Regions from separate parts of the Mus musculus genome. Here all the other regions are linked to region 5. A link is a contact called in public Hi-C, HiChIP or PLAC-seq, capture Hi-C and promoter capture Hi-C data. All regions are on one chromosome and are shown on one strand. The core of a region is the stretch at or near the end of the contact, and the rest is flanking DNA. Distances in the headings are between cores, read along the strand shown.

Region 1 (4,246 bases), core at 1,256-3,755, 440 kb after region 5:
CCTTCCCAGGCTCTCAGGCTCCGATGGCTCAGTGCTCTGTCTCCCAGGCTTCTCTCACACGGTTTTCTTTCTTCCTTCCTTCCTTCCTTCCTTCCTTCCTTCCTTCCTTCCTTCCTTCCTTCCTTCCTTTCTTTCTTTCTTTCTTTCTTTCTTTCTTTCTTTCTTTCTTTCTTTCTTTCTTTCTTTCTAAACTCTTTATTGGTTATTTTATTTGTTTACATTTCTCTTTTTTATTTTTTATTAGGTATTTTCCTCATTTACATTTCCAATGCTATCCCAAAAGTCCCCCATACCCTTCCCCCCACTCCGCTACCCACCCACTCCCACCTTTTGGACCTGGCGTTCCCTGTACTGGGGCATATAAAGTTTGCAAGTCCAATGGGCCTCTCTTTCCAGTGATGGCCGACTAGGCCATCTTTTGATACATATGCAGCTAGAGTCAAGAGCTCAGGGGTACTGGTTAGTTCATAATGTTGTTCCACCTATAGGGTTGCAGATCCATTTAGCTCCTTGTGTACTTTCTCTATCTCCTCCATTGGGGGCCCTGTGATCCATCCAATAGCTAACTGTGAGCATCCACTTCTGTGTTTGGTAGGCCCCGGCATAGTCTCACAAGAGACAGCTCTATCTGGGTCCTTTCAGCAAAATCTTGCTAGTGTATGCAATGGTGTCAGCATTTGGACGCTGATTATGGGATGGATCCCCGTATATGGCAGTCTCTAGATGGTCCATCCTTTCGTCACAGCTCCAAACTGTCTCTGTAACTCCTTCCATGGGTGTTTTGTTCCCAATTCTAAGAAGGGGCAAAGTGTCCACACTTTGGTTTTCATGTTGATTTGTCAGTTTTATTCCAACAGCTTTCCATCTCTCTAGAAGTATCAGCTAAGGTTTACACTTTCCAGTCCTCAGTTATTCTGGTTCCTGAATGAAAAAAAATTTAAAAAAAAAAACAAAATAAGAAAGAAATAAAATGAAAACGATATGACTGTTCCTAGGTACGGTGGAAGAGAAAATGTATTGTAAATAAAAAGGGAGAGCCCAGCCAGAGGCAGACACATTTAGGAGAGTCAAATGTGGACATGAACCTGAGCGAGGGTGGGGGTGGGGCAGGTGCAGCAGCCTAGAGAGGAAAAGGCTAATAAATAAAGAGGGTGGGGGTGGGGCAGGAGCAGCAGTCTAGAGAGGAAAAGGCTAAAAACTAAAGAGGGAAGGTAACAAACCGGCTGGATTATATAGGGATGAGCTTCTCTGGAAGGACGGCCCACACCCTGGGCTGGAGGGCTGGCAGGGAGACGGTGGGGTGGAGCATACCTGCCATGCCCTCTAACAAGTAGGGACTGAGAGATGCTGGGACAACCTAGGGGACAGCTCCACTTTGATGTATTAAAAGGCACCTAGCTACTTGTCCCAGGGTTTGAGACTTAACAGTTTTCAGATTGGATCCTGGTTATTTAATACTGTTCCCTCTCCTTCCTCAGTATAGAATTCAAAGCTCTCAGCCCGGTAACCAAGCACCCCAGCCAGCTCTCTTTGTGATTCAGGGGTTCACACCACAACACAGCCGCTTGGCCTTGTTCCCTGGTGTTTGCTTAATGTTCTCCTACACCATGGAGGAGATTTACCTCTGCTCCTTTTACTTCCAGCCCACACAAAAATGAAAAACGTCTCCAAGGCAAGAGTTCTGTTTTGAGGATATCCTCAATAATCGGAACATGGTCTCTACCCAAGAGCCACTCCATCAGACATTCTTGCTCTGAGTTCCTTTAAGGCCTCTTTCACTCGCAAAATCAGTGTTTTGTGAACATGCACTGCATATTAAGAGGAGTTAGTTTTGTGGACTTTCTTCTGTTCAGGTGGCAGTTCAAGTGTAGGATAATTTTAATGGAAATGAAGGAAAAAATACTTCCGTGTGTTCATTCAGATTTCGCGGTCATCTCTGTGTATTCTTCAGCAGACATCCTTCAGGTTCCTTAAGTAAGGGTTTTGATTGAGAGACTGGTGGCATCTAAACACATACATCGTTAGTGTTTAAAATGTGACCTCCCCCACCCGCTCTCCTTTCTCTAGTAGAGCCAGATGCCAAGATCTGGAAAGCATTTTCCTGGAGAGAAGCAAGGAGGAGGAGGAGACTGCCAAAGGTGGCTTCCTTGAGTTACATTTTGGAAACTAGTTAGAATGCCAGAGATGGCCTGAGCTCAGCCTTAAGGAAGGGGTCAGGAGGAGGGTTCCTGAGTGTCTGCTACCCAAGCTAATTAAAGAGCCGTTTACAGTGTTCCCTGATTCCAAAACGGACAGAGGGGGAAGGGCAACGAGGAAAGGGTGAGAAAAGTCTCTGGCAGCCTGATTATAAACATCCCAAGTAACTTTTCGACTTCCCGTTCTTTAGGTTCAACACTAGTGACTTTCCTTCCCTGGGACTGGCTGCGGTTACCCTGGTGAGCACCGGAGGGCACCACGTGGGCTTCTTTAAGAGGGCGCCGTGACCCTTGCACCGGCGGGGCACGGGAGATCGGGGCGGCCCGGGTGAGTGTGCGTGGGGCGGCGGCCACGGCGGGGGGCGGAGGGTGGCTCTGGGCCCGCACTTTTCCCCCCTGTCGCCGGGACAGCACGGCGGGCATGGCAGAGATGCGGCCGGGGCCATTGGTTGGGAAACAGCTCAACGAGCTGCCCGACCACTCGCCGCTGCTCCAGCCCGGCCTGGCGGAGCTCAGGCGCCGGGTGCAGGAGGCAGGCGTCCCGCAGACCCCGCAGCCTCTCACAGACGCTTTCCTGCTGCGCTTCCTGCGCGCCCGGGATTTCGATCTGGATCTGGCCTGGCGCGTAAGTGTGCACCGGGGGCGGGCAGAGCTCGGCGACGGCGGAATCCACGCGCGCCGAGCGTGGCAGTGTGACTGCAGGCGCGCCCAGAACCCCGATTTCGCCCCCGCCGATGTTTTGGTCCCCGCCGCCGCGGAGGACATCCCGTGGACTACTAGGGTCCTTGGGAATTAAACAAAGTGGAGATCCCTGACCCCCGGGGTGCTCAGCTGTGTTAACTGAATAGATAACTAGGTGTGGACAGAGGACGACGAAATGGACATCTAAAGGCATCTTGAAAAAGACTATGTTAATAGAGCTAAATGCACAGTTTGGCATGTTTGAAACCCAGGGCAGTACAGATGATTTCTTTTATGTTTCAGGTATTCACAACACACTGGCCTTGGGGCCAAGAGAGATGGGGCCTTGGGGTCAGGGAGATGCGACCTTGACTTTGTCCCTCTTGGGGTCAGCACCCTTATCTGTTCAGTAACTGTGAGGACATGACAGTAGTTTCGAGAATTGCACATTAACCTGGAATGCTAGAACAAGATGTGCCAAACCCTGTGCTTGGCACGGAGAAAGTAGTCAGTGATCAGCAGGCTGCGGATTTCCAACATGCCCTGGGTTTATGAAACTAATTTTATTGGATAAGCACCAAGTATGGCAAAAAACACCACAAACAATACAAAACAGGAAAAACTTCAAAGGAATTTCCTAAAAGAAAAGAATTTCCCAACACAAACTCTAGTTAGACCTTGAGGACCCAGAAGTATGGCATTACCTGTTACTTCAAGCCTGTGTAACAATGCTCACGCAAACAGGCGCTTGTGAGTTTATTTTTTCCTTTGGCTTTTCTCAACTGCATGCTGTTATAGAATCAGGTCATGTGAACATGTGCTCACACCTACTACTCTTTTGGGGATATCTAGTCAGTTTTTTGTTTGTGGCTGTAGAGATTGTTACTGGGCGGGTGCTGTTAGGCCCTATGCTGATCGTTCATCCCTACATTCAGTGATGGGGGACCCCAGCGCTGCCATGTTCACTGTTCACCTCTTCATTTCATTTGGAGTTTCTCCTTCTTTTTCTTTCTTTTTCTTTTCTTTTCTTTTTAATATCCGCACACTGCCTAGCAGTATACAAATGCCATCAACAGGTGAGTATTTTCTTCTCTCCCTGACTGCATCTAAGTTGGTCTTTGTCTGTACACATAAATTGGAACATATCCTTATTGAACAAATCCATCAGTCGCTGAAGCACGACGCAGATATGTTTACTGTTGAGGAGCACACCACCTTTGCAGGGAGTTTTCAGTGTTTGCTACTCTGATGAAATGCACACTGCATAGTGACGTCTTTTTCTCTCTATTGTTATGTACACTGTCTTACCAAATAAGATGTATGCCTGCTAGACGAGGAATAGTTTTGCATTTTCATTATTATATACATTA
Region 2 (4,701 bases), core at 2,025-4,524, 310 kb after region 5:
AGTCAATTTCCTTTGAATTCAGCTTCTGTCAAGTTTCCATGTCATAGGCAGAATACAGCCAGCTTCTTTGCCAGAATATCCCATGAATGGCTTGTAGCTGAGTACTTACTAGAGTGCTTCAGAAACCTCAGGAAATTGCCTTCCACTGTCTGGATTTCTCTGAGCTGTCTGCTTTTCCAAACTCATATCACAATGGCCAATTAATCATTTGCTTTTAAACCCATACTTCCAAATCTTCCATATTTCTCACAGAAAACAACTCTAAAGGCAATCCCAAAATCAAGTTTATTGTAGCAATGGCAGTATCAGTTTTCTGTATTAGTTACTTTGTTGTGTTGCTGCCACAAAATACCTGAAACAACAGTTTAGAAAGGGAAGGGTTTCTTTTGGGTCAGGGTTTGAGAGGACAGTCTAAGGTGGTTGAGAAGGTGTGTTGGTCTGGGCAGGAGGCAGCTGGGTAAATTGCATCTGCAGTCAAGGAGTAGGCACTTGGCTTTCTTCTTAGTTCAACAAAACATTATTTTTGTTATATTTATAAATGATTATTCTACATAAAAATGTTGTGCTCCTTAGTTTATGCATACTATTCTACATAGCATGTGTATATAGAGAGTGTATAGTAAAATTAGTTCACATTATTTCTGTGCCCTTCTTTAAAATTCTTTTGTAAGTGTGTGTAGTGGTGGGGTGCATAAGTAAAGATTAAAGGATTAAAGATGATCTTGTAGTTTTGCAGTTCCCTCCTTCCATATGTGAGATTCCAGGAATCGAACTCATGGAGTTGACTTCAAGCTCTTACCTGCTGAGTCATCATGTTGACTGCACAGATTTAATTTGTGAAGCAGAGCAAGCATAGACTATATTTAAGAAAAATTTCCTATTTAAAGAAAAGATTGGAGACACATTTTGCTATTTTTCTTTTTCTGAGCAACCTCTGCATTGTTTCAACTTTATGTAGCAACCATGCTGTATCTACATCTTCTGAAGGAATAAAGTACAATTAGTTGGATTTTCTGGAATAAAGTATGACAGAACCACTGGTATACATATCGATATAAGTTATTCATCCTTCTGTCTGTCTGTCTGTCTGTCTCTCTCTCTCTCTCTCTGTCTCTATGTGTGCGTTGATAATCTAATTTAGTAATAAATTTAACAATGCTTGCATTTGGGGAATCTATCTTTCTCAAAAGTCTTGGGGGAAAGGAAGGGAACGTGTCTTCACCAAGCATGGTGTATGTTAGCTACCCACAGCTTTGCATTTTCGTGAATGCATGGAAGGACCAAACACGTAAAAGGCAAAGCAGTGTTTGAGCTTGGGGAGAAGAACGGAAAAGAACTCGTGAAGAACCTGATTACGTATGATTTTAGTCTGACCAAATGAGAATACAAAAAGTGCCACAGGGTCAATGAAAATGAACGTATGAGGCCAGTGAGCAGGAAGTCATAAATGTGAAAAAACGACTGGGGCTTGTTGGAAACAAGAAAGGCATATTTTGTTTCAAGTTCTGTTTACTGGGCTTCCAGTGGACATGTAGTTTATGGAAAGGTGGTATGACTTACTTTTATATAATCTAGATAATGTGACACAATCCCCCTTCCTTTCCTCAATAACTTCATGGCAACATGTATGATCTTCTGTACACTGGCTTATAAAATTGGAATGTAGCTGTTGATTTTAGTTCGATGCCTCTGTGAGATGCATTCTGCTATCCACACGATATTTCTCATCTCTTGCTCCTTCAACTTTACATACGCATAAAACACACCATAATGGAATTGCCTGTTGAATGCCAGCACATTCATCTGTACCTAAGGAAGGAAAAAGATGACAAGGACCATCAGTTTGTTTAAAACATACTACATTTATGAAGTAATAGACAAGCTAGAAATGGCTTCTGCTACAGTGGTGCCTATTTGTTCTTAATTAGTGGGCCAGTTGGACCAATAGTGGGATCAGAGGCAACTCAGCACATCTTAAGGAAGGGTCACATGGACAAATGTAGAAAAGTACCAAAGCTTATGGGCTCACACAGTAGGCTTCACATCCTAGTGCTATTAGAAGAAGGGTGTGTTTGGGGAATATATGTTTAAATTTCCACTATTATTTCTCTGGCTTTCAGTTGGTGGCCTAGCCTCATTGGCCACCTTCTTGGCTACAACTTCCAAAAATTTTGAGCAGGTATTTAAGGCTGTCTACGTCTCAGAGAAATGCAACAGTGCACTGGAATCCAGACTGACATGTGAGCCTTTTATAGTGCTCTAGAGCTACAAGCCATGAAGTTATATTGCTTTGTTCTTCAAAAGTAAGTAAGCAAAAGAAAATGAAATTCCTTATTTAACGGGTCTTTCACTTTGTTCCATTTTGACTTTAGGGTGGAAAAGAAGCACAGAGGGCACACAGTCCACCATGCTGTAAAGAAGAGGTGTGCAGCCAGCCCACTATGCTGGGCAGGAGAGGCACACAGTCCACCATGCTGCAAAGAAGAGGTGTGCAGCCATCCCACTATGCTGGGCAGGAGAGGTGCAGAGCTCTCTTGCTCCTCTGTACACCTTAAGCGACAGAGTCAGGAGTGCAGGCTGACTCTGTAGACACTCATGTTTCTTGCAAAGAGCAGCTTTATTGACCGACCGTTTGTTGTGCTGCTACAGCCTGTGTAGTTTGTAAAGATCCCTAATATGTTGGATTCTTTGCCTTGCTTCCACTCCTTTGTATGGAAGCAGGCTGTTGAAAAATGCCTAATGTCTGGGAACAAAGTTCCCCGAGGCTGCAAGTGGTGATATCCCAACACTGATCACTCGTTCTTTATTAACTTCAACCAGATAGCCGGGGGGAGGGAGGGTAGGAGTGCGGGATGGCTTCAGTCAAGTGAATATACTAGAAAATTTATCTAGAATTGTAGAAACAAACTTGATTAGGAAGAATAAATTTTTTCTTCATTAAACAGTACAGTAGCCAAGGACTTGATAATGATTGATTAAGTAATCTGCACACTTTTTTTAGGGAAAGGGACTAATCTAGGCTCTGGGTCTCCATATGAATAATTCCCATGTGGATACTGTTATACTTGCATTTTAACTATGAAAAAAAAAAGTTCTTGCAGATTATGTGAATTAGGGAGTGAGGGGAACCAAACTGAGAAAAGTCAGCTTCTGTGAGGATGCCCGGTTTTCCTTTTCTACTTCACTAACTATGCAAAAGTCACTTCTATAGCTCCCACTAAACACACACTCTTCACAGGACAACTTCTGTGAAACTATATGCAGCCGCAGGGCTCTGGCACTATAAGGAAGTGAAAATATACAATGTTTATGGAAAAGCACGAACTGTCCTGATGAAATAGAAGAAATTTCAAGTGAGGAAATATTTAAAGTCCATGATAACAATAACAACGACAAGAGCACATAAATGCTAACATTTCCATTTCCACCGTACCTCTCTCTCATAGAAAACGTCTTCCAGTGTCTTCCCCCCACTGCCACCGACAGCGTCAAACAAAGGCTTGTAAACCTTAAAAACAAAGACAAGAGTTTAAATGTAAGGGATTTTTCAGTTTTTACAAATGCATATAAATATATCTTCTTAGCAATAGAGTTATTGTTAGTGTGTGTGTGTGTGTGTGTGTGTGTGTGTGTGTGTGTGTGTGTGATTTAAAGAACATTTGTAACTGAAGGACTGAGTGTTTTTGATCAGGCCTTTGACTTGCTGACATGCCCTCATCCTGTAAAATATCCAAACAACCCAAGAGATGGTAGAAATTCTCCCTTTCTCCCTTATTCAAGGCTACAAGTGCAGGGCAAAAGCTACATTTTTTTTTCCTCATTGTACATTGACATTTCCACACATAAATGCATCAGACTCACTGAACTCTTACAGTTTGACCAGTATAGGTTTGCAAGCTCCTTGAGACGACAACTGATACACCTCAAGGAAATGTCAAGTGTAGAAGGTGTGGAAACCAGCGAGAAGCCTAAATCTTAACATTGTAGTAAAGAGTTGCCCTCCATTACATTAAGAAGGTTTATGTATGCTATTTGCTGAATTTCTCCTGGAAGGACTCAGAAACCTATAAGGAAACACCAGTGTCTTCTTAAGCTGAGGATGTGAACTGTAGGTCATATGTATGACTACCCACAAGGCCGAGGAGGTGGGTCCTGGGTGAGACGCATACCATCTGTGGAGAGCCCCATGCTGTCTGAGAGTCCTGAATGCAGAAGGGAGAGCAAACGAATGGTTCTGTTCATCTGCCAGCTTCTGCCATTAAGCAAAGGGGTTGGGAGAAGCCACACACATCCCATGTTCTCTTTTAGTTCCTGTAGTTATTCTGTCCTGACTCTTGTTTCCCCAGAGGGTACTTGGAAGGCACTCTGGGGTCAGGCTCTTTTATATAGTTTTGACATGAACTCCCACTTCCAGAAGCTTGCCTCAGCCTCTTGGGGAACTTGCTTTAAAAGGTACTTCAAGAAGTGCTCAGATAACCACTCCTGGGAGATTTAAACAAGGGCTTTCTTGGCAGGATTCTTAAAAGACACCAGCTTGGACTGGAAATTTGAAGTGTTTCTCTGGGAGGCATAATTACTGCAAGAGGCTCTGCTTGCTGCCATCTGGGTATAACTTTGGATGATGTGTCTAAATGGATGTGTGAGCTTCTAAAGGGCCTGTGCTGAAGTAATGCAAGGCACTCGGGTGCTGGTGAAGTCACT
Region 3 (4,700 bases), core at 1,854-4,353, 410 kb after region 5:
ACTGAGAAGGATTCATTTCCACCCCTGCCTCTACTCCTTCCATTCTTGCTTTCTATCTGTGGTATGTATTAGACTCAACACATAACATAGTTGAATATTAGACTCTGTTCATCATGTAACATGGGCAACTTCTTTGGAACTTGGGCTCTCCTTGAATCCCTCTTGGATAGATTTTATCATCCCAGGAGGCAAGCTGTTTCTTTGTCCTCACAAGGTATGAGAACAAGTCCTGGCAGTTGGCTCTTGCTTCTACAGCATCTATGAGCAGGGCAGTGACTGCTCTTTTCCAACCAGATACTAGCCTGCTAGATCTCCTTTATGATAGGAGAATCACATATGTTCTTTAGTGACCCCTTATTGGACAAGAGAAGCTCTTCCTGAGTTCCACTGAAACTTAGTTTGAATCTCTTCAAAGACCTCATTACATAGCCTTCCCTTCATCTCAACGTTTGGTCTTCTATACTGTGAATGAAATTTTATGAAAAGAAGCTGTTTTGGCAAAGACTGATTGGCTAACTAAAACTGTAGTGAGGTAACTCAGTCACAAAAGAACACATATGATATGTAGTCACTGATAAATAGATATTAGGAAAAAAATTTGGAATACCCAAGATACAACAGACCATATGAAGTTCAAGAAGAAGTATAGGGAGGGAGGGACCTGGGAGGAATAGAGGAGGGAAAGGGAAAAGGGGGATCAGGTGTGGAAGGAGATGGGAGAGAAGTAGAGAGGGTCAGGAAATTAAACTGAGTTGTGTAGCAATGGGGATTTGGATACTAGGAGTAGCCACTAGAATTTTCCAGATTCCAGGAAAGCAAGAGGCTTCCAGGACCCAGTGAGGGTGACATTAGCTGAAATGCCCAACAAAAGGGAGAGAGAACCTGTAGAGACCATATCCAGTGGATAGGCATGGTTACCAGTTGAGGAATGGGGCCACACACCCATCTCAAAAATATTAACCCAGAATTGTTCCTGTCTAAAGGAAATGCAGTGACAAAGAGTAAAGAAAAGGCTGAAGGAAAGGCCATCCAGAGACTGCCCCACCTGGGGATCCATCCCATATGCAGACATCAAATCCAGACACTATTGCTGATGCCAATAACACTCAGAGTATCTGGAGAGTCCTAACACCTGCTGTTTCCTTTCCAGAATCCCTGGGTCACTTTCTGAGTACTCCTTGGTCTTTCAGTAGATTCAGTATCATCTAAAGGACTTCTGTAGTCATAGCAACACTGAGGGACACTTGGTCCACAGTTCTGGTGTCTTATCTTTCCTTTGCATTATTGTCCCAAATGCAGAGGTGTTACATGCTTTCTGAAGTTCCTAATCCTGAATTGCTGCCCAGTATTCAAACACAAAACAAAACAACACCAACAACAAAGCTCAAAAAACAAAACAAAACCACCATCATCACCACCAACAACAAAAAACCCCCAAACAAGAAAACCAAACCAAAACTCAAACATCATTTGTCATATTGATCACCATTTGGCAATGCTCAGAATCACATTCACAAATAGTAAGTTGACACTGTGACCATATATTCATAAGCCTCTCTTTTTTACATCAGTTTATAAAAACACCAATAGACAATAAATTTACATTCTTGGATTCTCTAAAGTTTAAAGGTTTTAGTGTAAGTGTTCATAGATAGGTATAATAAACTCTATCTAAACTTGATTAGATATATATATTCTCTTTATAGTTTTCAAAACTAGTAATGGAAATTGCTGAGATTTATGTTAGTTTAAATACTTTTAAAAAACTATTTAAATTTAAAATGACTATTAAGACGTATGTCCCACACAAACTAATAGAAACCAATATTTGTAACCCTGTAGTAGTCCAGTTTTTGACACCTTACAAAAGTACTTGTTATGTTTCATGAATAAAATAGTTGAATCAAAATACTATTATAACCATGATAGATTGCCAGCTACATGATGCAAAGCTTATCATATTCATATAAGTTCATATTAATGTCCCATATCTCTAGATTTCCTTGTTTGGAAATCCCAATTGCAACACATATTACTTAAAATTTTAAATGCTGGCAAAGCTCCTCCCACCCTATAATATTCCCTGGAGGTGTCATCTTCCTTTGGTCAATCCAGGCAGTACTTACTGCTGTAGTTACTGCAGCAGATGTACCTACTGCTGGCCTCAGATATTCTGCTTAGGAGTCCCCTGAAGAGATATTTTACACTGGGCTTTCTCCATAGTCACAGTCCTATACTACTCATGTTGACACAGCTTGGCCAGCTCTAGCAGGAAGATGCCTCTTGACATACTCTGTAAGGTCGTTCTCACAGGGACTTCAGGCTTTAATTGACCTTTAAATACTTAGTGATATGAGCAATAAGCTTTTGAGAATGCAGACCTCAGTATTCAGGTATGATCACCTCCCCTGGGAAAGCCTGCATATCCTTGTTGGAATACTTGAATTCACAGTACTGAACAATTTAGATCGGCTCTGCTTAATTCCGTGAAAGTATTGGTTTCATAATGCCTCTGTTGGCAATCCTGTTAATAATCTCTCTTTTGACCAACTTTAATTTGATGTTCTACAAGTAGCATGCCATTGTTTCTTTGTTATAGCTTTTGCAAGCTTCTTAAAGGTAAGTGAATATAAAATGATATACAGTGAATTTTTGAAACATCGAAAAGACTCAGTTCCATTTTATGCGGTATAAATTTACAAAAAGGCTCTTTTGAAAGATGGTTTAAACTTCGGTGAAAGGACAGAAGTTAATTTTCATAACTTCTCTCCAGAGCTGACTGAAAGGGCAAGGCTGAGTAAACACATGCTGGAGTTGGTCTTTGGACATTTACACCACCAGGAAGTGTCTGAAAGGCCACAGCTGAATCAACAGACTGCAGCTGTCATGTTTGTCCCCAAAACTGTGCAAGACACTTTTCCTATTTCTAAAATATGACAGTAAATGACTTTCATGTAAGAGAAAAAGCTATCATTATGCTATTGTTGTTTGTTTGCTTGCTTTTTAGACAGGTTCTGAGTGTATAACCCAGCCTGTCTTCAAACAATCCTCCTTTCTTGGCATGCTGAGTGCCACTGTACCTGACAATAGTCATTTATGTCCTGAATAAGCTCTTTTAGTTTGATATTACAAAATAAAGTTCCAGAAAGTATGGCACAGTGCCTAGCACAGAGCTGATACTTTACAAATATTTGTAAAATAAATTAATGATCACTACCGTCATTTAATGTTTCATTTGTTGTGTGATCAGTAATTGAGAAACTTCAGTTTCTCTAAATTAGACTGCCAGCTTATAACACGCGTGGCAAATAAAGTTCTCAGTACCCTCCTTGGCACATAGTAGGTCTGCCCATGTACTTTAAGTGTAAAACTCTGGTTGAAATTTCAGCGGGCCTTGAGCTACATGACTCTCCTCTGCTCTGTTGTGCAGTGGTATTGAGCTGTACTGAAAATGGTTTCTAAAAACATTACATTGATTGAACATAGGCTCTGAAGGTTAGGAACTCATAATGTATATGATTTATAATGACTATAATGTAGTAACTTAAATAATGGGCCCATGTTATGAATAACTATTTCCAAGAAATTTTGGTATTTCCTTCTATCTGTTGTGATTAAAAAATGCTTGTTGATACCTTTGACGAAGTTTTAGGGCAATTTGTATCTCAACAGTTCCCCTAAATTCAACTATATGTATCTAACACCTTATAAAACATATGTATGTTCCTGTGTGAACTGTACTGAGGCGAATGAACTGTATATTAAGAGATATGGACATGACAGGTTACTCTTTAATCACTTCTTTAACTCCTCACTGAGCATAGGAATTTCCAGATCTCAGCTAAGTAGATTTCAGAAAACATAATTTTTATTTTTATGTTTAATTAATTTTTCAAAACAGAATTTCTTTCTGTAGCCCTAGCTGTCATGGAACTCACTTTGCAGACCAGATGGGCCTCAAACTCAGATTAACCGGCCTCTGCCTCTTGAGTGCCAGGATTAAAAGTATGCAACACCAGTGCCCTGCCTAACATTTACTTCTATTAAATATAAAATATTTGGGAAAATATATGATAAAATATATTGTTCAAAGTGCCATAGTATCCCTTTGGTCCACATTCATTCCTCCACAGTATTCTAATCCTATAGGCGTGGATTTTGCAGGTGAGGGAACTAAACTAGATTATAACATAGTTGAAAGTTCTCAAATTTAGTTTATTTTTAATATCTGGTGTAAAATAAGTTAATGATCACTACAGATGTTTAGTGTTTCATTTGTTGTATAATCAATAATTAAGAAGTTTGACTTACCCTAAATTAGACTGCCAATCTGTAACACACATGACAGATATATTTTTAAAATTCATATATCTAGCCTTATTCCACAGATATCTGAATGAGGCTGAAAATCTCCGTCTTTAACAAAACACCAGGTAAATTATTTTAATATTTGGTGATGATTGGGAAATATTATTATTAATATTATTTTTTTCTTTTCCATTTTTTATTAGGTATTTAGCTCATTTACATTTCCAATGCTATACCAAAAGTCCCCCATACCCACTCACCCCCACTCCCCTACCCACCCACTCCCCCTTTTTGACCCTGGCGTTCCCCTGTACTGGGGCATATAAAGTTTGCGTGTCCAATGGGCCTCTCTTTGCAGTGATGGCCGACTAAGCCATCTTTTGATACATATG
Region 4 (4,689 bases), core at 2,002-4,501, 350 kb after region 5:
GACAGGCTTTAAAACAGCGAAAGAAAATTAGCCTTTGCCAAGTTAGCTTTTCTTTTGCAAAATGCACCTGCTTCAACATCTTGCTGTGAGAGCTAAGTTCCAGCTTCTCTTCTTTATCCACAGTTTATATAGTGCATTCTAAAGTCTCCTCTAATGTAAACCGAAGTCCTCATGTCCTTAATTTACACCCCAGCAAGTGCCCTTGACTGATTCTTAATCCTGAATTAGCTCAGGAGGCATCTGCATATTCACAGAAGGAACAAATACATTTCTTTTCGGAGCTATTTAATTCTTAACATTCTAGAAATGAACTAAGTAGGCGGTCTGTATTGTTTCTATCAGCAAACCAGAGTTGACATCAAAACATCATGGCTGTATCCATGCTCTGTGTGTGTGTTGCTGGAGAAGTTACCAAGAGCTTTATGCATGCATGGCTGGGCAAGTGGGAAACACGCTACCACTGAGCCATGTTTCCTGATATACATTGTGTACGTCTGAGTAGAAATTTAGTGCACAAAGAGACACTGATATCTCTATTTTATGTTGTTGCTGGACTGTAGTTTAATCATAGTCATCCTAAGCCTCGGTGTCCTCATCTCTATGAAGGCCAAGAGTTCTTAATTAAGAAGCTTGAGGTGTGGTTCAGAGGTTAGAGTGCTTGCCGGGGGCTATGTCTTGGTTCTCACCATATAAGGTGGTGCTCAACCTTCTGCTTGGATCCCATGTTCTCTTTTGACCTCTAAGGACACCTACATACATGTGGCATACACTCATGTATACAAATGTACACACACACACACACACATGTACATGCCAGTGGTGGCATGTGCCTTTAAACCCAGCACTTGGGAGGCAGAGACAGGCAGGTGAGAGCTTCAGAACAGCCAGGGCTACACAGAGAAACACTGTCTCAAAAAAAGTTATTTTAAGTTTTCTTATTTGAATTTTTCAGCATCTATGATAACTCAAATGTGGTTTACTGAGTTTTGATTGTCAGTATTTCTGGGTATCTTCAGGTATGGTTGGAGGCAATCCCTATAAGCTATCATGAGATTCTCTTGGGTCAGCCTGTCCTTCTGAGTTCTGAGTCTGTGCATAGATATCTGGAAACTTAATAATCAAAAACGATACATACTGAAAAGAAAGAGAGAAAATCAGAAGGTGTAATTATTATAAAGCAATGATGCACGCAGCAGGGTTTCTTAACTAGGATTCAGGGATGCTGTTAGGTGGTCAACGGCCCCTTAGCATTGTTTGGGAAATTATGTTTGGGGGACATGTACAGAAGCATCCTGAGGTCTCCAAAAGGGTCAGAATTTTTTCTTGACATTAAAGATACTAAATTCAGCTAGGTAACTATTCTGGGCCAGATACACACTATATAAACTTCCTTCTTCCCTTTTACTTTCAAATGAATCTTTTGGTTAAAATTCCCCATGGCAAAAAGTCTTGTAGCTACAAAAAAAAAAAAAAAAAAGACAAAAACCATTTTAAATTATGTGTATATGTATGTAAGGGAGTGGTTATCTGCATGTGAGTGCAGGTGCTTTGGGGGCATCAGATGGCCCTGGCGATATTAGATGGCTGTGAGGGGTCCAGTGGGGATGCTGTGAACTGAATCCAGGTTCCCTGTCAGAGCGGAACGTACTCTTAACCACTGAGCCACCTCGCTGGTCCTGGTGGTAACTCTGAAGTCTTGATTTGTATCCTCTTTGCATTTTCTGCCCTAGAATTGACTTTGATGCAACTTCTTTGATTCTCTCTGAATCCTTGTATGAGCAGCATGTGTTTGCTGTCACAAAGACATCTTAATGGTTGCTTGGGTTTAAATTAGCATTTTTATTGCTTGTAGAGGCTTCACTCAAAACTGTAAAACATTTATCCAAACAGCTGACTTCTCTCTGAGTAAGTATTCTGCCATGTGTTAAGGTTCCTGTTTTCCCCTTCTTTAATTTATACATGCATTTCTATAAGTAATTAACATTTCCTCGTCACCAAACTCCCAACTGAGGATGCTGTATTTGGAATTATGTATCATTGTTTGTAGTCAATAGAATTCTCATCTCAAAGATCTATCTATACAAAAAAAAAAAAATCAAGGGCAAAGCAAGGTTAATCTCACCTTGGGCATTTAACTCTGGCTGTAACTATTCGCAACTATACAAGAGTGACCCCAGTTCCTCTCAACCTTACGAGGAAGCCAGGAAAGTCACTGTCAGATTTTTTTAAACATGATTTGTTCCCCTCCACATCTACTAATTAATTCCTTTTCTAAACGTTTTTTTCCCTTAGTGCTTACTTACATCTTCTAGAATAATCTAGACATCTCTCAAAATGAATAAACAAAGATGTTTTTATTAATAAAATGATTGCTGATGTATATTCTTGGTTAACGTTTGAGAAAAATGTCAATTAAGGGAAATTATCATTTATTGAGTGCTTCACTGTTCTTCCTTTAGTAACTGAATAGGAATTATTACCAGGTGCCTATGGGAGGACTTTCGAGGCTCAGAGCCTAGAAAAAACCAGGTCACTAACTTAGAAGTCAAGGTCAGGATTTTAACACATGGTAGATCCACCACACTTCTGGCTTTTCCTTTCCTCTTGCCCTTCAGCTAAAGGAAAATCTCAAACAAATTCTCCAATCATTACTGAAAAACTGGAGCTAGACAAAAATCTCTCCAAGCCAAACATATTATCTGTTTCTTTTTTTTCTACATAGACTCTAGGTAGGCTGGTGAAGGTTCTTGCTAAATAGTGTTTGTAATTATGTGGATAAAAATAGATGTGACAAAGGAAACACAGTACTTTAAAGTATAATTAAATACCTTAGATTGGAAGGAAATATTAAATCGCATGTAGACAATATGGGAAACAGAGATATTTTACTTCTCACCACCAAGGTCCCTAAACCACAGGCCCCTGGGCAGCTGAACTCTAGGACCAAGAACCTCTTCAGGACTTCTGCCCAGGAGATCAAAGCCCCTTTCCCTTCTTTCCCCAGAGCAACATGTTTGTTCATTTGCTTTAATGGGATGAGGTGAGTGGCTTACCTTCCAAGGTCTCACACTGCACTAGGTTGACATAGTCCTGCTGAGTTAGGAGGCTGGCTTTGCATCCTCGAACCAGGCCCTCCAGGTAGCCATGGTCCACATTGAAGTACAGCTCTGCAGTCTCAAGCATACTGCTCAGGCTGAAGTGGCTCCGAGTCCTGGATAGCAACTGAACACTGGCCCTGGTCCGGGAAAGTGTGGGTGTTGTGGTCGCTCAGCTGATAGTCAGGGTGCTTCTGACTAGTTTGCTCCAGTTTCAGAGGCAGTCAACACAGTGCCTGGGTCTTGTTTTTACAACAACAGTGAGTCAGTCCAATGGTTTGAGTGCACTGGAGAGAATTTGCTGTCAGGAGGAGAGGTGAGAGGAGGGGTCCTGGCATCTCTTCCCTTGCACAGTCCAAGGTCATGCCCAGTTTTGCCAGTGACACCAGGTTGTTGTAAATATACCTTTTCCACATTAGTACATTAATTATAAATTATATTTATTTCATTCTGGGGGCACTGTTAATATGAACAAATGTTTCTTAGTTTTTGAGACAGAGGGTTTTTTTTCTGTTTGGGAGCAGCCTTGGCTGTCTGGAAACTCACTTTATGAACCAGGCTGGCCTGGAACTCTCAGAAATCCACCTGCCTCAGCCTTCAAATGGTGGAATTAAAGGCATGAGCCACATTGGCCAGCCTAAAACTTTCCTTTTTAAAATACTGAAAAATGCTGGGTGTGATGGTTCACGCCTTTAACACATAGCCATTGAGAGAAGATACTCGGAAGACTTGCCATGAGTTTGAGGACAGCTTTGGTTACAGAGTGAAACTCCTGTATCAAAAAGTAAAATAATCAGGAAGCATTAAAAAAGAAAACAGCAACTACAAATATTTCTAAAAGAGGAGATAATTTTGTAATATAGTGTATTTCTGTTAAACAAATTAGCAATGTCTTGACATTGCCAAGGGCTGCCAGCTATCTCTTAAACAGTCTATACTCGGAGCCTCTACCTTTGTGCATTTCGGCGGATGATTATGCTCTCTTTATTCTCCTTTTTGCCTGTGGTTACTTTGAGACAGATGCTATGACTCCCCACGTCACAGATAAGAAGTCAGAGTTCCAAAGCTGTGAGGCAGCTCAGAAGGCACAGCTGGCAGCGCTGCAGATGTTAATGCAGTGGGCACTTAACTGCTGAGTTTTATACTCCAAAAAGGTTGCTGTTCTTCCCATAAACTTAGCTCACAGACTATCAGATGTCTTCCGCATGACTTTCTGGGGCAGGATTTCCTATGTGTTCTGTCAAGTGATCACATAGAGTTAAGGCGTCAGAGCTTCTCTGGGCTCCCTCAGTATTTCCAAACTGACAAGGAGTAGAAAAGTTCCAATCTGTGTAAATTCTCCTGTAGTTGTTTTGTTTAAAAAAACAAACAAACAAACAAAAAACCAAAACAGAGAATCAAACTCTTAGCTTTGCTCAGCGCCTATATCTGAATATCTGTAATTGACCAGAGACCAAGGTTCTTATTGTATTGCCACAGTCAGCTCTCCTACAGTTCCGCCATCTGTAAACATCCTGAATATGCTTTATCATGAATCATTCATATGAGCTTATTTGTCATTTTTGTAGGTCTAATTTGGCTGCATGTTGTCATT
Region 5 (4,437 bases), core at 730-3,229:
TGAGCAGATGCAGGTGCAGAAGAAATGTCACTGTAAAGAATGCTAAGAAATATTTTAATTAATTATTTGTTTATTTCAGTGTTGCAGGACTAAGCCCAAGGTCATCAGCTTGATAGACAAGTTCCCTTACACCAACCACGGTCACCAGCCCCATAAAATATCTTAATTTCCTTTGTTTGTTTGTTTGTTTGTTTTTGGTTTCCAACAGAGTTTCTGTATATAGCACTAGTTGTCCTGGAATTCCCTCTACATATCAGATTGGCCTCAAACTTAGAGACCTACCTGACCCTGCCTCCTGAGTGCTGGAATTAAGGCTTTATTTTATAGATCACTGTTTATAAATGTTCAAGTAAAATTAAAAGAGATGTCCAATTATCAACATGCCTTTGGAGGCAATGAATAATTTTGCTCCCCCAATTCTAGACGTCAGCTTTAGGGGATAGATCAGAGAAGAGATTCTGAAAGACAGTACTTCCTTCCCTTCCTGTGCCAGGCGTGTTTTAATCTAAAAACCAGAAATTCAGTTTTGTCTCATTAAGAGAGCTTCTGCATGGTCCAATCTTGGAGATGAGGCACTAGATTTTCAGGCTCGAGTGGGGTGCATTTTTCAACTCATCAGCCAAAAGGGGCCGCCTTTTAAAAAATATTCTCAAAACAGAGGGGGCAGGGTGAGGGGGAGTGTTGAAAAGCAGATAGATTCTGAGAATCCACTGTTGTCACTACAACTACCATCATCATTTATCTTATCGTTATTTATGTATCAGACACTTCGATGAGTGATCTACAAACATTTTATTTAGCCCTCACCACTCTGACACATCAGTGCTATATCCATTTTACAAATGTAGAAACACACCATAAAGGGTTGGGCATCCCACCCAAAGGTTAGACAGATAACAAAACCTCAGAACATACTTGAAACTAGACAGATAGTCACTGCCTTTCTTGTGAAATAAGATTCACTTACTTTTGTAAATCGTAAAGTATTAAAAAAAAAGTACAGACCACAATCGAAACCTAATGCTACCACTTTCAGAGGTGCCAAGTTTCATAAATTAATTCCAGTTTCCTGAGGAGTGAAAAAGATAATAGTCGCATTTATGCTTGTTGTGAGCTAACTATATATAAAAATGGTCTTAACACAGAGGTTGTGGGTCACTGCAAACCACTGGTTATTTTAATCCTACTTCACCCTCTGATTATTGGCGGCCACAAACACAACAGAAAGAAACAAAAGCTGATCGCAGTCAAGTGCATTAGCGCCAACACTAACGGTCACTATGCTCTCAAGTTTCTGACTGCAAAACAAGTAAGTGGCACTGCCCTTCCTTCGCGTCGCGTGTGCAGTGAGCCCAAAGCCCTGGACACAGGTGCAGGAGCTTGCTAGGACTTCACCCAGGCCCAGCTTTGCACCGAATTCAGTAGCACCTTTTCCCTCAGCACGCAGCCTTTCCTCCACCGTTCCCCCACACGACCGGTTCGTCTGGTTCACCAATCTTTCCCCGCTGAGCGGGACCGAGATTTCGGGGCTGTAACCCTTCGCCCCACCCTGCCCTTCCACTCGAGGCCCGCGGATCCCCGGCAGGGTTCTTCAGGTGCGCGAGCCGCAGGCCCAGGAGGCGCTCGCGGCCCCCAGGCTGACCCCCAGCCCCGGACTTCCACGGGCCGCGGACCCAGCACGCGACACTCGGGAGTCCCCAGAGTGGGCACCGGAAACCCACGGAGCACTTCCAGCGCCCGGGGCCCGGAGGGACGGGCCATGGAAGCCTGAGGGCCCTAAGTCTTCCCGCCCGGGACCGGCCCGCTTCCCGGGAGGCTGCAGGCTTGGGCTGGGACACACGGCTCCGGAGCTGGGAAAAGTCACGCACTCACGTGCTATATCGCCGCAGAAGTCGAGTGAGGGTGGAGAGCCAGCGAGGAGCACCGCAAGGCGGCAGGACCGCAGGGGCTTTACTGGAACCTGAGGGCTGGACCGCGGAGGGGCGGGGCTCGTGGGCGGAGTCCCGGAGCGGAGGGGCGAGGGCGGAGCTTGTGGGCGGGACCAAGGTGAAGTTTTGCTTTTGATAGGGAGCTTGCTGCCCAACCCATTTCAACCCATTTTCACTCCCAGTTTTCTTTGCTGCGCCTCAACCCGCTGACCTTTTAAAGAATTCTTACAAAACCCGTAATTGACTTTAGGCAGTAAAATATCTGATCTGGTCTGGGGGGGAGGGGGGGGGGGCTCGGAAGTGAAGAGCACTTGTTGCTCTTGCAGAGTTCCCGGTTTGTAGCTCACAAACATCTAGCACATTCCAGAGGATCTGGCATTCTCTTCTGATCTCCCCAAGGCAGCAGGCAGGTGTGTGTGTATGTGTGTGTGTGTGTGTGTGTGTGTGTGTGTGTGTGTGTGTACAAACATGCAAGCAAAACATTCATACATGCAAAGCAAAACAAATAAACCTTAAAAAAATAAAGAAAGAAAACAGATCTGGACAAGGAAATAGTGTGAAATGCCAGCTCTTAAGCATCCTTCTGTAGAGCGTACACCTTCCCAGAGTAATTTTACATGCTTATTTTATTTAATATATATTTATTTTATTTGGTCGTCACAAAAGCTTTGTTATGTGTTTAGCGCCACGTGCCTTTTCATAAGAATGGTGCAAGAAAATACTGTGAAATGTGGTAGGTAAACAGTTGTTCAATTTGCCTAAAGTCATCAGATTATGCTAATCTCAAAATGCCTATGGTGATGGGTACTCAAAGTCACATCCTTCTATTGAATGAAAATTTAAAATATCTGCTGGAAAAAAATGGGATAAAAATCAACAAAGACAAACGAACAGTATTACAAAAGTTACTTCACTTACATTGGTGAGGGGAAAAAGGCGGGGGGGGGGGGGGACACTCAATAGAAAGGACTAAAGAATGGAATGTGATATGTAAGCTTCCAGAGGAGAAAGGTCATCTCAGTCTTACCCAGCAGTGAACCCTAGAGCGCCAGTGATGAGCAGCCTGGAAAGACATGCCCTTTGTGCAATAGTGGCAGGAATATCATGGAAATAACTCACCACTTTCTGATTGGATTTAAGTTCCACTCCACTCCACAAAATGAAATCCATACCTGGCACTATTATCGAGGCAAAAACAACAGCTAGGCAGGTCACAGACCCAGGGGAGAATCTACTATAAATATTCTGCTCAATGGACAGAGTATCAAGTCAGCTCCTAATGGCTTTTCGTTAAACTCATAGATTAATGCACCTCTCCGCTCTCATCAGAGCAGCTTCTGTTTGCAGCCGTGGTGAACAGAGTCCCGCAAATGTCCAAGGCACAGAGGGTGAGACTAAGGAAAGCATACCCCTAAATGGGATAGTTGCATCATGCCCCCTCCTTCCAAGACCCAGCAGTGATCATTAAAGAAGACAGAAAGCAAAGAATGTAAGAGCTAGAGTCTTCTGGGCAGTTTTAAATGTGAGCTCACTGCAACTTTGACAGCCTGGAATGACCTGCAAAAGCTCAGGTTGGACAAATTCTCAGCATGGAGAGGGGCAATAGGTATAAAGTCTCACTCTTAGCTGTATATTAGTAATGTAGTAGCAACTGAAAACTGCTGGGAGAAAGTGAGTTTGTTTCCTTCAAGAGATTGCCTCTCGTAGGTCAACCATGCTCACCTTTAGTCTACTTTGGACATAGAAGGATCCAAAATAAGATGTAAATTAGATATGACCTAGTCATATAAAGCAAACATTCAAAATCCTTACAGTGGGAAGAGAAACTGCACTGCTAGCCACCTAACTTATCATTGTCCCTTACCTTTTACTTCCTCTTCCCTAATGGTCATAGATTTCCATCTACTTTTCCAGAGCAAAAATTTGCATGTTTATTTTACTCTACACAAAATGCTGTGTCCCTAACACCCCTCATGACTCGCTTCTTTGGGTATTAACTCAAAAGTTCTGAGTGAAGCCTTCTCTGGCCATTATCCAGGTTAGGATTGCAATGTTTGGCTGAGGTCATAGTTCAGTTATAAAGTACTAAATGCCTAGCACAAACAAGGCTCTGTGTTCAGTACTGGACATTGAAAGGGGGGAAAATTAAAATAGAATTGCAAACATTTACAGAAATACATCTGTAGCCCTTTCTCCTTCACCTTCCTAGCTGGCATTTTGCACCATCTATCAGTACATATACTTAAGTATCTTACAAGTGTTTCTACTTTTCTGATTACTAGAAGGTAGAAGGTATATTATATTTAAAAAAGGGAGGGGGCATGGTGCTGCTAGGTGTGAGTGGAGAAGGCCCACTGTAACTATGAGGGAGAGCATAGTAGGATGCATAGTAGGGTAGGGGGGAGGGTATGCCAGCCAGGATGGCCTGTAATAGGTAGTTGCTGAGAACCTGGCTACCAGCATCTGCTCTGATATGTTAAATGGGCATCTCAGTTAGCCATTTGTCTAG

What was found. Promoter capture Hi-C pulls out the DNA fragments that hold promoters and counts their contacts. Hi-C and Micro-C count contacts between places; a contact is called where the count stands out from the background. HiChIP or PLAC-seq counts read pairs in DNA pulled down with a chosen protein or histone mark. Capture Hi-C pulls out chosen DNA fragments and counts their contacts.
Region 1: a contact with region 5 is called in a Hi-C map of granulocyte-monocyte progenitors, with 3 times the contacts expected there. The contact joins the promoter of Ttpa here to the promoter of Cpne3 in region 5. A contact is called at or near these places in 5 of 39 promoter capture datasets (the 3T3-L1 cell line, embryonic stem cells, liver and 1 more), 12 of 484 Hi-C or Micro-C datasets (LSK cells, bone marrow-derived macrophages, embryonic stem cells and 5 more), 9 of 115 datasets of contacts at active chromatin or transcription factors (astrocytes, bone marrow-derived macrophages, embryonic stem cells and 3 more) and 4 of 9 other capture datasets (adipose tissue, embryonic stem cells, liver and 1 more).
Region 2: a contact with region 5 is called in an H3K4me3 HiChIP or PLAC-seq map of bone marrow-derived macrophages, with 4 times the contacts expected there. The contact joins the enhancer-like site here to the promoter of Cpne3 in region 5. A contact is called at or near these places in 10 of 39 promoter capture datasets (the C10 cell line, the HPC-7 cell line, cranial neural crest and 4 more), 14 of 484 Hi-C or Micro-C datasets (B cells, the C10 cell line, the C3H10T1/2 cell line and 10 more), 10 of 115 datasets of contacts at active chromatin or transcription factors (CD8 T cells, astrocytes, bone marrow-derived macrophages and 5 more) and 4 of 9 other capture datasets (adipose tissue, bone marrow-derived macrophages, embryonic stem cells and 1 more).
Region 3: a contact with region 5 is called in a promoter capture Hi-C map of liver. The contact joins the enhancer-like site here to the promoter of Cpne3 in region 5. A contact is called at or near these places in 2 of 39 promoter capture datasets (cranial neural crest and liver), 1 of 484 Hi-C or Micro-C datasets (bone marrow-derived macrophages), 5 of 115 datasets of contacts at active chromatin or transcription factors (bone marrow-derived macrophages, embryonic forebrain, embryonic hindbrain and 2 more) and 2 of 9 other capture datasets (adipose tissue and macrophages).
Region 4: a contact with region 5 is called in a capture Hi-C map of macrophages, with 5 times the contacts expected there. The contact joins the promoter of Atp6v0d2 here to the promoter of Cpne3 in region 5. A contact is called at or near these places in 12 of 39 promoter capture datasets (the C10 cell line, cranial neural crest, embryonic stem cells and 7 more), 3 of 484 Hi-C or Micro-C datasets (CD4 T cells, CD8 T cells and bone marrow-derived macrophages), 17 of 115 datasets of contacts at active chromatin or transcription factors (the 230-238 cell line, DN3 thymocytes, bone marrow-derived macrophages and 8 more) and 3 of 9 other capture datasets (adipose tissue, liver and macrophages).

What each region holds. Positions count from the first base shown.
Region 1 is chr4:20,005,824-20,010,069 of GRCm38.p6, forward strand. Ttpa (tocopherol (alpha) transfer protein) reads left to right here and starts at 2,506. Exons shown (of 5, transcript NM_015767.4): 1 at 2,506-2,820. The coding sequence starts at 2,617.
Region 2 is chr4:19,876,572-19,881,272 of GRCm38.p6, forward strand. Atp6v0d2 (ATPase, H+ transporting, lysosomal V0 subunit D2) reads right to left here. Exons shown (of 8, transcript NM_175406.3): 7 at 3,434-3,508; 8 at 267-1,809. The coding sequence ends at 1,648. Among named protein-coding and RNA genes, the nearest start is that of Atp6v0d2, 44 kb to the right of the region's middle. Within about 2 kb of position 3,275, at least 5 of the 459 cell types and tissues checked have an H3K27ac peak or open chromatin away from gene starts, as enhancers often do. A contact at or near this core is called in bone marrow-derived macrophages, where this site is marked.
Region 3 is chr4:19,973,763-19,978,462 of GRCm38.p6, forward strand. No RefSeq gene overlaps it. Among named protein-coding and RNA genes, the nearest start is that of 4930480G23Rik, 30 kb to the right of the region's middle. Within about 2 kb of position 3,104, at least 11 of the 459 cell types and tissues checked have an H3K27ac peak or open chromatin away from gene starts, as enhancers often do. A contact at or near this core is called in liver, where this site is marked.
Region 4 is chr4:19,919,315-19,924,003 of GRCm38.p6, forward strand. Atp6v0d2 (ATPase, H+ transporting, lysosomal V0 subunit D2) reads right to left here and starts at 3,252. Exons shown (of 8, transcript NM_175406.3): 1 at 3,054-3,252. The coding sequence starts at 3,183.
Region 5 is chr4:19,568,129-19,572,565 of GRCm38.p6, forward strand. Cpne3 (copine III) reads right to left here and starts at 1,980. Exons shown (of 16, transcript NM_027769.3): 1 at 1,873-1,980.